Linked DNA regions of Sus scrofa: region 1 is linked to region 2. A link is a contact called in public Hi-C data. All regions are on one chromosome and are shown on one strand. Each heading gives the region's core, a stretch centred on a gene start, on an enhancer-like site or on the middle of the called end of the contact. The rest is flanking DNA. Distances are from core to core; before and after follow the strand shown.

What was found. A called contact is a pair of places that touch in the nucleus more often than the background predicts.
Region 1: a contact with region 2 is called in a Hi-C map of skeletal muscle, with 2.3 times the contacts expected there. The contact joins the promoter of OXSM here to the promoter of TOP2B in region 2. A contact is called at or near these places in 2 of 5 promoter capture datasets (fetal skeletal muscle and liver), 15 of 47 Hi-C or Micro-C datasets (alveolar macrophages, blood, brain and 9 more) and 2 of 2 datasets of contacts at active chromatin or transcription factors (alveolar macrophages and skeletal muscle).

What each region holds. Positions count from the first base shown.
Region 1 is chr13:12,684,471-12,687,802 of Sscrofa11.1, reverse strand. OXSM (3-oxoacyl-[acyl-carrier-protein] synthase, mitochondrial) reads right to left here and starts at 1,910. Exons shown (of 3, transcript XM_021071439.1): 1 at 1,805-1,910; 2 at 24-1,031. The coding sequence starts at 1,003.
Region 2 is chr13:12,573,537-12,576,746 of Sscrofa11.1, reverse strand. TOP2B (topoisomerase (DNA) II beta) reads left to right here and starts at 1,705. Exons shown (of 37, transcript NM_001258386.1): 1 at 1,705-1,764. The coding sequence starts at 1,705.

The sequences.
Region 1 (3,332 bases), core at 661-3,160, 110 kb before region 2:
TACTCCAAACACTCAGTCTTTACCTTAAAGCACCTTCTCCTCCAGGATCAGGGGCAGTTATGTGACCAGCATCACCTGAGAGTCCGTAGCCCAAAATTTCTGCATAGATCCGGGCCCCTCTCTTAACAGCATGCTCACGTTCTTCTAGCACCAGCACAGCTGCACCTTCTCCCATGACAAAACCATCTCTCTTTGGATGAAATGGTCGACATGCCAACGCAGGATCAGAGTTTGTGCTCAGAGCCCGGGCTCTGGAAAACCCCGCAAGTGATAAGGGGCTAATGCAAGAATCTGTACCTCCAGCCACCATCACATCAGCATCGCCATGGGCTATAAATCTAAAAGAGTCTCCCACTGCATGAGCTCCTGTGGTACAGGCTGTGGATACTGCATGATTGGGGCCTTTGAGTTTATATCGAATGCTGACCTGGCCTGCTGCCATACTGACCAGAATCTTAGGGACAAAGAATGGGCTGACTTTATTGTAACCTTTCATCTGAAACATCAAAGCAGTTTCAGAAATAACTTCTAGAGGAACCATTCCCATGCCAATTGCAACACCTGTAGCCACTTGATCAGCTTCTGACTGAGGATGCCAGCAGGAGTCTTTCATGGCTAACTCTGCAGCCCCAATGGCCATAATGGTGGGAGAAGACATGGACTTGATGTCTGATTTGGGCACAAAGTTTTGTTCATTGAATTGACCTTCATCACAACCTCTTGGCACATAAGCAGCCACACTGCAAGGAATACTCTTATACTCTTCACCAACCAGCGAAACGATTCCACTCTCTCCCTGGATAAGACGATCCCATACCAGTTGAGTTCCAACACCAAGAGGAGTTACTAAGCCAATGCCTGTAATGACAACACGCCTGCGCGATCTGGATGTTGGTACAGTTCCAAAAAACTTCCTTTCACTAATTACTCGCTGGTACAATCTTGTATATATTAGACGAGGGTTTGCCATTTTCAGGAAATTTTGCAAGCAGTTTGACAGCATGGTTGAGATTTAGATATCGGCAAATTTCCTGTAAAAAATCACAACACTATGCTTGACAGGTTCTCACTGTTGTTTAAATAGCTTAAAAGCCTATGAAACAATATCTGAGGTGTTTTTTCAGGTGCTCCATGTGAGCTGCTAAGGAGTACAGGTAAAATAAGGTTACGTGATTTTAATTTATACTTGTCATCAAACTGCCTGTTTGGAATACACTCGTTTTTGACTCTAAGTACCCTCAGACATTCCAAGATAAAGAGGTGAAAAGATGATTCTTTCGATTCAACACAACAGAACTACAGAATGAGAATGTATGGCACTGCTAGCCTGGTACAGGCTGCAGGAAGCATCCTTTTTCAGGATCGCCGAGGCCTTATTATAAGCAGTATTTCTGGAGTGGGTGGCACAAAACACATTTCAGGGCCTATTCTTTGGGGTAGGGAGTGGATTTTTTTTGATCTTCAACATGGAGGTAAAAGAGGGTTCCCGGTACCCGAAGGTCAAAGGCGGGCGGGGGAAGGTGGGGAGGCGCGGGAGGGGGGGAACGGGAGAGGGGGAACGGGAGGGGGGGAGGCGCCGGAGGGGTGGATGGCGCCGGAGGGTGGGGAGGCGCCGGAGGGTGGGGAGGCGCGGGAGGGGGCGGGGTGATGTGTGGCCGACTCCACGCACAGCCCTCGGCACCCGAGAAAGCATGGCAAGAGGAGGAGAAACCAGACCCACGTCCTCCATGCTCCTCTCCCCCAGCAACCCCGACCAGATCAGGCGATGCAGGGGGGGAGGAAGAGAGCAGCGAGCAGTGGGTACCTGAACCTCGTCTCCCGCCGCCCGCGTAGCCGCGGTTCTCGACGCACGCGCAGGCCCGCGGGGGGCGCGCGCGCGCACACACGTCCCGCGAGGGGACGCGCACGCACACACGCACACACGCACCCCTGACGTCCTCGTGGTGGGCCGGGTTCCCTTCCTCTGCGTCACCTTGGCGGAGGTCAGACAGTGGAGGAGGCCTAACCCCTGGGCTTCCAGGGCTGAAAAGTCCGTCGCGCAGCCCCAGCGGGTGGAGGACAAGCTAGAACGTGCGCACAGTGCGGGGAAATAGCCTACTATCAAAAAGGGAATTTTTTTTTTTTTTTCTACCAATCATGTCCACATATTCCGCCGTTGTGGGAAAAGGGACGCCATCATAGTCTCTTGGAATTCTAGGGAAGAATAAAGAAGTTACTGTATCCTTAAGAGCTATTGCTGTATCTTCCAAAGCTGTTTATAGTAGGAAAGTAGAACTAACCAAGATACCCATCATTAGGAAATCGGTTGTGTACTTTGCGGTACATCGAAATACTGTGCACCCATTTAAAATAATTTTATAAGTGAATATTTATTAATGTGGAAACTGTTAGGAGTTACAAGTCGTAACTTGTATTTTTCCATTTTCAAAAAAAAGCGATTTTTTTTGGGGGGGGGGACTCTGCAAGCATGTACAAGGATCATGATGTTTTTCTTATTTTGGGGAGTTCCCGTCGTGGTGCAGTGGTTAACGAATCCGGCTAGGAGCCATGAGGTTGCGGGTTCGGTCCCTGCCCTTGCTCAGTGGGTTAACAATCCGGCGTTGCCGTGAGCTGTGGTGTAGGTTGCAGACGCGGCTCGGATCCCGCGTGGCTGTGGCTCTGGCGTAGGCCGGTGGCTACATCTCCGATTAGACCCCTAGCCTGGGAACCTCCATATGCTGCGAGAGCGGCCGAAGAAAAGACCAAAAAAAAAAAAAAAAGCGATTTTGGGGGGGGGATCCTGCAAGCATGTACAAGGATCGTGATGTTTTTCTTATTTTTGCTTAGCTTTATTTACTCTCTTCTGCAGTATACAAATAATGCTTTTGTAATATAAAGTTACTTTTACATTTAAAAAATTATTTTCAGATGTGGGGCAGTGCTCAAAATACCACACCCAATGTCTGACAAGAATGGAGACATTGATTTGTTTTTGAAAACTTTAATAACATTCATTTGTTCAGAGTTGACTGAATCTACTAAGGGAAAAAAACCATGAAAATATAAAGAAGCAAGAAATCAGCAATGTAATATTTATTTAGATGACCATTTGTTGCTCACATGCTGTCCCAGGTGTGAGTTTTGTGTCATTTTTCCATATGGTCTAAAGGGTTGACCCTGTAATCTACACCTAAACCTCCCAGCATATTTGTTTCTTTCTAAGCAATGTCTTTTGAAGCAATTGTTTCTATGTACAGTGTTTTGCATTCTTTCCCAGCTCTAAAGAATTTGGGAGCTTAGCTTTTCCTGGTTAATACAGAATTTAAGTATATATGGAAATAGACTTTTTCTAA
Region 2 (3,210 bases), core at 456-2,955:
TGCACAGTTGGAAGTTCACAAAAACACCTTTTCATAAGGCAGCAATAAAGTTTTCATCTTAAAAACTCTCTTGTCACAAGTATTTGGTGGCACTTCATGCCCTCAAGTACTCATTTGGTGACAGTTAACTCCCCTTTAGTCTGTTTCATGAGCCACGGTATAAATGGCTTGAAATTAGGGGACCCGTTACTGTCTCGAGCCCATGGCAGAGCCTGGCACACGATGGAGTTACATAGAAAAGCAGGGCAAAGTAAAGCCATCTTCCGTCTGCCAGACTATGGTGAGGCTGTGTGGGTAATTTCTTTCTTAGAAAGCTTCAATGTGCACGAAATCATTCCTTAGTGTGCATTTGAAAATTAAAAAATTAGAGCGCTTAGAGGCAGCGGGCACAGTTCTGGACAGAAGAGAATGAGACGTGACAGTGACATCTCTGCATTGTTCAGAGGAGAGAGAAGGTCATCAAAGGGTAGCATAGAACCTTCAACCCACCTGGCATTCTTTCCTGAGAACGTTCTCCGTGCCTCTGTTACCATTTAAGTTCTTTAAAAGCAGTTTTCCTGAAACTAAACCAGTTTTCTTTTGAGGTAAGGGAAGGACAGGGAGAAAAGAGATGGAGGAGGGGAAGGTCTGAGCAAGAATTCTTTTACAGCAGCGTCCACCCGGGGCTTGGGGAGCGGAGGTCATCGGCCCTCCTTGCACCAGCGATCTGCAACGTGCTGCCTGTGGTTTACAACCGCTCTTTAAAAATACTTTCCCCTTCGGGACGGCCTCCGGCTCCTTCCTGCCCCCGCCCCCCCTCCCGCCCCCGCGGCCCCAGGCAAAGAAGCTCCTTGGCTTCGCCAGCAGATCTTCAAAGGCACGCTTGAAGGATTAAAGACAACCAAAGACCAATTCGACCCCTTCCCTTTGCCGCCCTCCAACGACCCTTGACAGCAGCCCCTGCTCTCCCTTCAAATGGCCACACACACAAACAAAAAAGCCTCAAGTCTTCCCTTCGGTTGCTACCCGCAATGACGTGTGCCCTTGGGTGCCGCCCCTCCGGGGGCATAGAATTTTGTGATTGGTCGGCAGGTTGGCCAACAGGGCCCTATTGGACGCTGCGGCGTGACTGACAGCCGGCCGCCGCGCCCTCCCTCCCGCGGCCCCCCAGCCCTCCCCCAAGTGAGAGTGTGTGCGGTGTTATGCCGGACGAGAGGGAGGCGACCGCGGCAGCGGCGGATCTGCTCATTGTCCCTCTCGGCGACTGTGTGTGAGGAAGTCGGGCTGCCGATCCGCCGACGCAGGCGCCTTCTGTGGCAGCGGCCACCCGCTCCTGCTCCCCGGGCGGCGGCCTTCGAGGATCCTGAGGAAGGACCGGGCGCCTCCTCGTTCTCGCCACGTCCGGACGCCGGGTTGCCGGCCGCTCGCCGCCTGCGCTCGGGCCCCGGGCAGGAGGCCGCGCCGCCGCCCAGCTGCCGCCGCTGCCGCCCGCTTCCTGCTCGCGCGCCTCCGCCTGGGCGGCCGCGCTAGGCCCGGGCGGCGCGGCCGCGCGCCTCGAGTTTGAGGGCTGCGAGCGGCGCGGCCTCCTCGGCGGGCTCAGCTAGGCGAGCGCCCGGGCCTCGGCGATGGGGCGCGGGGGGCGGCGCCGCTAGGGCTCGGCGGCCGGGCGGTGGTGCGGAGCGGCAGCGCGGGAGGCGGCGCGGCTTCGGCCCGGGAGCGGGCGCCATGGCCAAGGCGGGCGGCGGAGGCGCGGGAGTCGGCGGCGACGCGGCGCTGACTTGGGTGGTGAGTGGCGGGCGGCGCGGGGGTCGGGGCGCGGCATTGTTCCCGGGCGGGGGCGGGGAAGTCCGGTCCTGAGCTGGGCCGGTCGGGGCTCCCGCTGCAGAACCTCAGCTCCCGCCCTTCTTTCTTCTCTGCCTCCGGAGGCTCGGGATTCGGGAGTGTCCTGTGCACTTGAAACTTTGGGGGACCAGCCAGGGACAGGACAGGCGCCCCGCCTCATCTTTCCAGGGCAGGCACCTGAGGTGATCCGATGGCAGTAATGCGTGTGTGTCCGTGTGGGTCAGCACTTTCTCCAATGTGCCCTAAAATAATCCCGGGGAGAGGGGCGCGCGCATATGTGTTGCAAATGCAACCATTCCTGACGCTCTGATCTCTCAAAAGAAGAATGGATTTGGTGGGGAATTCGGCTACAGCAGTTTTTTCACTGCGGTTCGGAGAGTCTTAGTCGACGGTGCATTCGGGGTGGCCCTTTCACAGCAGTTGATATACTGTAGATCGTCCATCTGTCACAGTGGGATTATTCCAAGAAGGGCTCACCTGCGTCAGCATCGCAGGTGAAACCGGGTGGGGGCTGAATGGAGATTGTTGGATTGGCGACCAAAGTCATTTGTTCAGGAGTTAAAGGGTTTTGGCGCTCACTTCCTGCCAGGAAGTAGTAGAGGAGGGAAGACCTAGAGAGGTCTGATTCCCACGGCGGATCGATAATTCACCCGCATTTCACTTGCTCAGCATAGAGTTCAGACCAGGGTCATTTCCTACACGCACGGAAAGTCCAGCTCAGCCAACTGACTAGGTATCCAGGAGAAAAATAAAACGCGTTGCGTTTCTCAGGGACTTTCAATGGACCTTCGCTTTTTCAAAACACCTAGGTAAACTTTCAAATTGGCATTTTTTATTAAGTTCTTCATTTTTCTCTTTGTTTGGATGAGCTTTAGGTGAGTCGAGTAGCAGTTCTGCTGTATTGGCAAGTATTCTTTGTAACAAGCATGTTACTGATAACAAAAATATTTTAACTGTTCATGTTTGTATGCCAAGATGCTTTGCAAAATAACTCGCCAGACTCTTATTGTTGGATCTCGCCAAATTCTGTAGGTTATTTCAGTAATGTAGTATGAACAGACTAGAGCCAGGAGGGATAAAATGTCAGATAATAAGTTAACAGTCCATGTGAACATGAGGTGGAGGAGGCATGCATAAATGGAAAAGAAGCATTTTCTAAAATTGATGGCCTTTAGCCTTGTTACTGAAATCAAACAACTTCTGAAAATGAACTTAGCCAGATGGGTCTCATTCACTGTTTGGGAGTGTTGAGGCCTGATCAGTGTTTCCTTTGAGGACCTCTGATTCTCTGTAATGGTATAAACATTTTGCTCCGAGATTGAATTGGTTAGCTTTACCATTTAATAGCAGTATTTTAGTTTACTGTCACCTAACTTTGAAGATGATTGA